Regions from separate parts of the Bicyclus anynana genome. Here region 1 is linked to region 2. A link is a contact called in public Hi-C data. All regions are on one chromosome and are shown on one strand. The core of a region is the stretch at or near the end of the contact, and the rest is flanking DNA. Distances in the headings are between cores, read along the strand shown. Region 1 overlaps LOC112043039 (adenylyl cyclase-associated protein 2). Region 2 holds the start of LOC112043039 (adenylyl cyclase-associated protein 2).

Evidence for each region. Hi-C and Micro-C count contacts between places; a contact is called where the count stands out from the background.
Region 1: a contact with region 2 is called in a Hi-C map of whole body, with 2.2 times the contacts expected there. The contact joins the enhancer-like site here to the promoter of LOC112043039 in region 2. A contact is called at or near these places in 2 of 2 Hi-C or Micro-C datasets (whole body and whole larva).

What each region holds. Positions count from the first base shown.
Region 1 is chr1:12,741,601-12,744,904 of ilBicAnyn1.1, forward strand. LOC112043039 (adenylyl cyclase-associated protein 2) reads left to right here. Exons shown (of 9, transcript XM_052883302.1): 7 at 1,791-1,997. Among protein-coding and RNA genes, the nearest start is that of Trnaq-cug, 32 kb to the right of the region's middle. Within about 2 kb of position 1,916, at least 7 of the 8 cell types and tissues checked have open chromatin away from gene starts, as enhancers often do.
Region 2 is chr1:12,701,354-12,704,357 of ilBicAnyn1.1, forward strand. It overlaps LOC112043039 (adenylyl cyclase-associated protein 2), which reads left to right and starts at 1,302. Exons shown (of 9, transcript XM_052883302.1): 1 at 1,302-1,457.

The DNA.
Region 1 (3,304 bases), core at 666-3,165, 41 kb after region 2:
TTAATAAATCATATACGTATTTATTTTTTACGTGACACAGCTATACACTCACACAAAGGATCTATGTAGCGAAAGGTAATAACACTGTACTGAAAAAGTGACGGAAAGGTACATTTAAACCTCTAGAGGTGCCAAATTATAAAGACAAGTTTATTGCACTAAATCTTAATACATATGTTTAATTTATATACCTAATGCCTAGTTGTCCTATAGCTACCTAGCTGTATATTTACTCTCATTTATTATTTCTCGTTTTTTTTTAAATTTTTAACAATGTTATTCAAACAAAATATAATACAAATTCTGAAACAACTATCGGAACAATAATAGTTGGCTCCACATGGCGTTAATCTCGTGAGCAAGGTCCAAGTAATTTGATAATTTTTGCCTTTTATGCTAAAATAAAATTTACATCGTAGTCTCATAGCACAACAATGCTGTGCAATGATGAAAAAGTATCAGAGTATATACGTACGTATTATTTTAATAGAGCTTCCTTACTCGATAGTATAAAGCTAAGTTTAAAGCCACGTTTCATCTGATTCCGTTCGTTAGACCTAAAGAGATTCGGATGAAGTAACATGCATAAGCTAACAAACACGAGCCAAAACTTTACCACCTACTAATATCTAGTTCCCGTTATTATTTATTAATATTACTTAAATAGTACCTTCAATCTACTTAGTTTCGCAATGTTTCCTACACAAACATAATAATACAATGTGCTTTCATTTAGAAGGTATTCCTTTGAGGATATTATGATTTATAAAGGGCGTTCTTGGTGCTCAAAGCAATCTCATTTCCTCATACTTGTTCTTCGACTTTGTTAAAATTGGACCGCTTTGCTAATATTTACCCATTTACTTGAGTGAGGTTTTGTTTATTCGTTTAGTTATGTAATTAAGTCAATATTGAATTCCTAATTCATGTTAATTAGTTGAGATCTTTATCTCCGCTTATAATAAAATGTTATTGACATTGAATTTATTGGTGCGATGACCTTCTGAAGCTAATTTTCAAATTAGCTTATATCATCATATCAGCTGATGGAAGTCCATTGCAGGACATAGGCCTTTTGTAGGGACTTCCAATCATCACGATCCTGTCACAAACTTCGAAAACTAGAAAAATGTATGGGAATGACAGATCTTGATCACGTGACCTGTGGATAGTAAATGTCATTCCAATACATTTTTCTAGTTTTCGAAGCGTCTGCGATCGTAGAAAGGGAATCGACGTGCCATTTCCGAATCCGTCGAATCCCTGCGAATAGCTTATATCAAACTGAATAAAAGCATGTAAAAAAAAATTCTAGTCTACCTGTTCGTAGTTACAAATATAGGTACTCGTTACTCGTAGATTATGTTGACACTATTTTGTCGTATCGGGTGGCGTCACCGAACTGGTTCATACTTTTCTTGGTGGACAACTTATTTTTGTTATTCATTGCTCTAAGTATTTACTCGTAGACCGTAGTACTGAATACTTCGCTTATGCACGCCATTGACGATCAATTATACTCACGTTTCTGCAACACCCACGACTAACTGATCCTGTATTGGTCACTGCGTGCATGACGCCTCGACTTATAAAACATCTTCGCTGCCGTTTGCGCTGCAGAAACGTGAGAATAATTGATTGTCAATGGCTGACTTTAGGCACATTTATAATGCCAACGATTTTTAACGGCTTTTTTCAGAAGTCGTGTTGCATCTAAAAAATACTTTTCAGAAATGCTTCTAATAAGCGTATCCTGCAAATCCATTGAATTATAAATATCTTGTTACCAGGAATACCAGAAGGGCAACTCGAACCTGGTGGTAGAGAACGCCGAGATGAACAACGTGGTGTACATGTTCCGGTGCCGCGACTCCGCGCTCACGGTGCGCGGCAAGATCAACGGCGTGGTGCTGGACTCGTGCACCAAGTGCGCCGTCGTGTTCGACAACCTCGTCTCCAGCGTCGAGTTCGTCAACTGCCAGTCGGTGCAGATGCAGGTGAGTTTGTGAGACCTTAGCATTCCATGGACTCACCGTGCGGGTTGCCGGGTCCATCGTGTGACAGAAAACTCCAACGTTGTCGCAAAAGCCCGGGACTTGTTACCCGGGTATATTACAAGGTGTTGTTTAATTAAGGTATTGATTCATCATCATCATCATTATATCATTCGATGGACGTCCACTGCAGGACATAGGCCTTTTGTAGGGACTTCCAAACATCACGATACTGAGCCGCCTGCATCCAGCGAATCCCTGCGACTCGCTTGATGTCGTCAGTCTACCTGGTGGGGGGTCGGCCAACACTGCGCTTACTAGTGCGGGGTCGCCATTCCAGCACTTTGGGACCCCAACGTCCATCGGCTCTTCGAACTATGTGCCCCGCCCATTGCCACTTCAGCTTCGCAACTCGTTGAGCTATGTCGGTGACTTTGGTTCTTCTGCGGATCTCCTCATTTCTGATTCGATCACGCAGACATACTCCTAACATAGCTCGTTCCATCGCCCGCTGTGTGACTCTGAGCCTTCTTATGAGGCCCATAGATAGCGACCAAGTCTCGGAACCATAGGTCATCACTGGCAACACGCAGGTATTGATTATAACTCCAGAAAAGACGCTCATATTTTATATCGTAACATGCATTCCTGGTGACGTGTTAAATTACCACATTGTACCTACGTCTAAATGACAATAAATATTCGGCGTACTGCTGAGCTCGAGTCTCTTCTCAGAATGAGAGGGATTAGGCCAATAGTCCACCATGCTAGCCCAATGCTTGGCAGACTCCACACACGCAGATAATTAAGAAAATTCTGTAGTATGCAGGTTTCCTCACGATGTTTTTCCTTCACCGTTTGAGGCGCGTGATATTTAATTTCTTAAAATGCACACAACTGAATAGTTGGAGGTGCATGCCCCGGACCGGATTCGACCCACGTCTATATAATACCCCTTTTATATTATCTATCAATTTCGATGGATTATATAAAATTTGTTTGAAGATTGCCTTTTCATGTTGTACGATTATCAGGTAAATGTTTCTTAAACCCACCATATATTAAGCAATTTAATCACATAAATGAAATATTATTTAATCCTAAAAATCATTCATTTCCGTCATCATCGCTCTCTATTTCTTTAATTTCCATCTGACTACTGGTTTCCTCTGGCACAATGTACAGAATTCCTTTGTTGCATTCGTGATGATCCTCGTGACAATTATATTTGTCGTATTCCGGAACATTGTAATAATCTCTCGCTGCGGACGTTTCTCCGGGGAACTCCTGAAATTTTTAAATTGTAATTT
Region 2 (3,004 bases), core at 52-2,551:
AGAGACGCCATCTGCGGTTAGATAGCACCGGCCAACCCTTTGACATTAATCTATGGTATGTTATGGTATCTATCTATCTATTTAACCGCTAACTCCAATATATTTTTCTAAAGGTTTATTAGTATCATTCATAAAAAACTTATTATTAATGGTCTAAGCTTACACGAGATAATTAATCTAATCTACGCATTCTCTGTCTTCGCTCTACGGCGTAGCATTTCACCATAGAGTAAAAATATTTTATTTACTTTAGATCAGCATTGCCAGTATGTGGGGTATTACCAAAATTGCGGGGAAACAGCTAAATGTTACAAAATTTTTCAATTTGTGTTCTATGCTTGGGGATTATTAAATTCTGCATCTATCATCCACACGACACTTAAATACTAAATAAAAATAATTCTTAATAAAATCAGCACAATTTTGAATGTATATTGTTTCAAAAAAGTAAAATTATACCTAATGGATAACATGGCTCAATAAAACTGCAATTATTTTTCCTTGATTTTTGCATGGGGACATTGGTTTATGTTTTATTTCATTAATTTGGGAAATTTTGTTTCGATTTGTGGGGAATATGGAAAATAGGGATTGATTGACGATAATGTAGAATTATCTATTAATCTGTGTGTAGAATGTAGATTGTATTTAGATACCACAGAATCAGACTTGTCTATTTTTTTAATAGTGTACAATACGTATCTAGTAATCTGTGGTAATATCCATGCCATGGGAACTTAGAAGAACGTGAAATCTTTATGAAGCAGCGCCATCTACATTCTAGATTTAAGATTCCAGGATAGTAAATACAATTACATAGATGTGTACGTACTAGAATGTTTTTAGAGGTTAAACCCGTGTAAGTACCGAAAAAAAAACCGAAAAAAAAGAATTATTTATACTTTTAATTTTGACGCGTAATAGAAAGAATGTGTTTGTATTTCTAATGCAAAGGGATTATTAAAGAAAAACAGTAAGTGTACATTAAATTCAACGGTTTTCCACATAGTCATTTGGCCTAGTGGTGCATAACAAAGGTACAATATGATAAACCTGAGTTCGAGCCCGGGGTTAACAAAAGAAAACTTTTTGTCTTTTTTTTTTGTTTTTCTCAATTGGTTTCTTCAACTATTACAAAATCAAATATGTCTCTCCTTTACAAAAAATATGCATTATGATTTTTATACTTTTTACTATACTAAAATACCGTATCTAGTCACTAGATGGCGCTATCACATTCGTTCCGAAAAAAGTTCGAGTAGCCTATCTATTTCCAATAATACACTGTAATCTTTGGTAATATCTATTAATCTGTGCTGTGGTATACATTTATTTGACAAGTAACCTATTGAATCTTTAATAAAAGACTGATTTTATATAATTTTTTACTAAAATATTTTAAAATTAGGTGAATAAACAATTTAATTGCTGTTGCCGATATATTAATCAACTTAACGGTAAGTGTATTCCAGTTTTCCCTATGTGTTTATGTGTACCATCTTTATCATTAGCATAAACAAAGTAAATTGTTATTGGCTACTTTGTAGCTTTAATTAGTTTTAAATTATTAATCTAAATAATAAAATACGAAACGAACATGATTTGAGAACGTATTTTTAGGTGGAACTTAAGTAATAGTTTTCTGTATTACTTACTTATTGCCTCTACTCAACTTGTTCATCTAACGGTAATTATATTACATTAAGTACTCATTTGCAAGCTCTGTAGAAAAGATATACTCATTAATTTTGGATGTTTTAAAAAGTATAATTATCTATTCTAAATTCTGTGCATAGTGACAAGACATCACCACCACATCTTTTGATTTCATAGAGATATTAATATCCTGGCAATCCATGACCGTGTGGCACCAAGAAAAGCACCAACTAGAGCCAGGAACTTGTTACTCCAGCATAAGTGAAGGCACTCCTTCATTACAATATGTTGACGACTCCCCTTCTCTTTTACTTTGTTCTCTCTGCTACATACACCATATATACGTTTTTTTTTGACGGCCTCCGTGGCGCAGTGGTATGCGCAGTGGATTTACAAAACGGAGGTCCTGGGTTCGATCCCCAGCTGGGCAGATTAAGATTTTCTTAATTGGTCCAGGCCTGGCTGGTGGGAGGCTTCGGCCGTGGCTGGTTACCACCCTACCGGCAAAGACGTACCGCCAAGCGATTTAGCGTTTCGGTACGATGTCGTGTAGAAACCGAAAGGAGTGTGGATTTCATCCTCCTAACAAGTTAACCCGCTTCCATCTTAGACTGCATCATCGCTTACTATCAGTTGAGATTGTAGTCATGGGCTAACCTCTAAAGAAAAATAGAATTATATTAGTATTTATACTAAATCCAAATTTGTTATGCAAAGTTTATCAATAAAGAAATAAAAAATGAAGGTATAACTCCCTAAAGTGTTTTTCAGATAGCACGGGTATGGTGACAGTTGCCTTATGACGTTTATAATACATACTATTATTGTGAATCACAGCAAATATTCAAAAGTGAAATGAATGTCACCTTACCCATGCTGTCTGAAAAACACTATAGTTATTTTACACCTTATAATTTTAATTAACTTGTTGCTAAATTAATGACAATAAATTTGAGTAATGACCTTAAAAAGAATTAGTTATTTATAGTAAATATCTTTTGAATAACATTTTATTGAAAAATAGTACAAAATATTAATAAAATTAGCTATGAAGTGACTCACTGTCAGTTGATAAACATTGTACATCAAATTTGGCTTTCGGGATGTTTGTCTCAGAAGGCACAATAAGGTCTACAAGTAAATACTATTTAGTGTTTTTCTCTCATCTATTTATTTGTCTTTTCTTTTCAACCCTCCTGCTGCGGGATATTTGAGTGCCTAAGTAACCGGTGGTCCAGAGTGACACTTCACAATACGTGCCTACTGTATCCGATCCTTGATCCAGCAGTTAAGCCAAAGCGTGTTGGTCGAAGCTTATGGATAGTTGTTTCAGTGAATGGTCCTATAG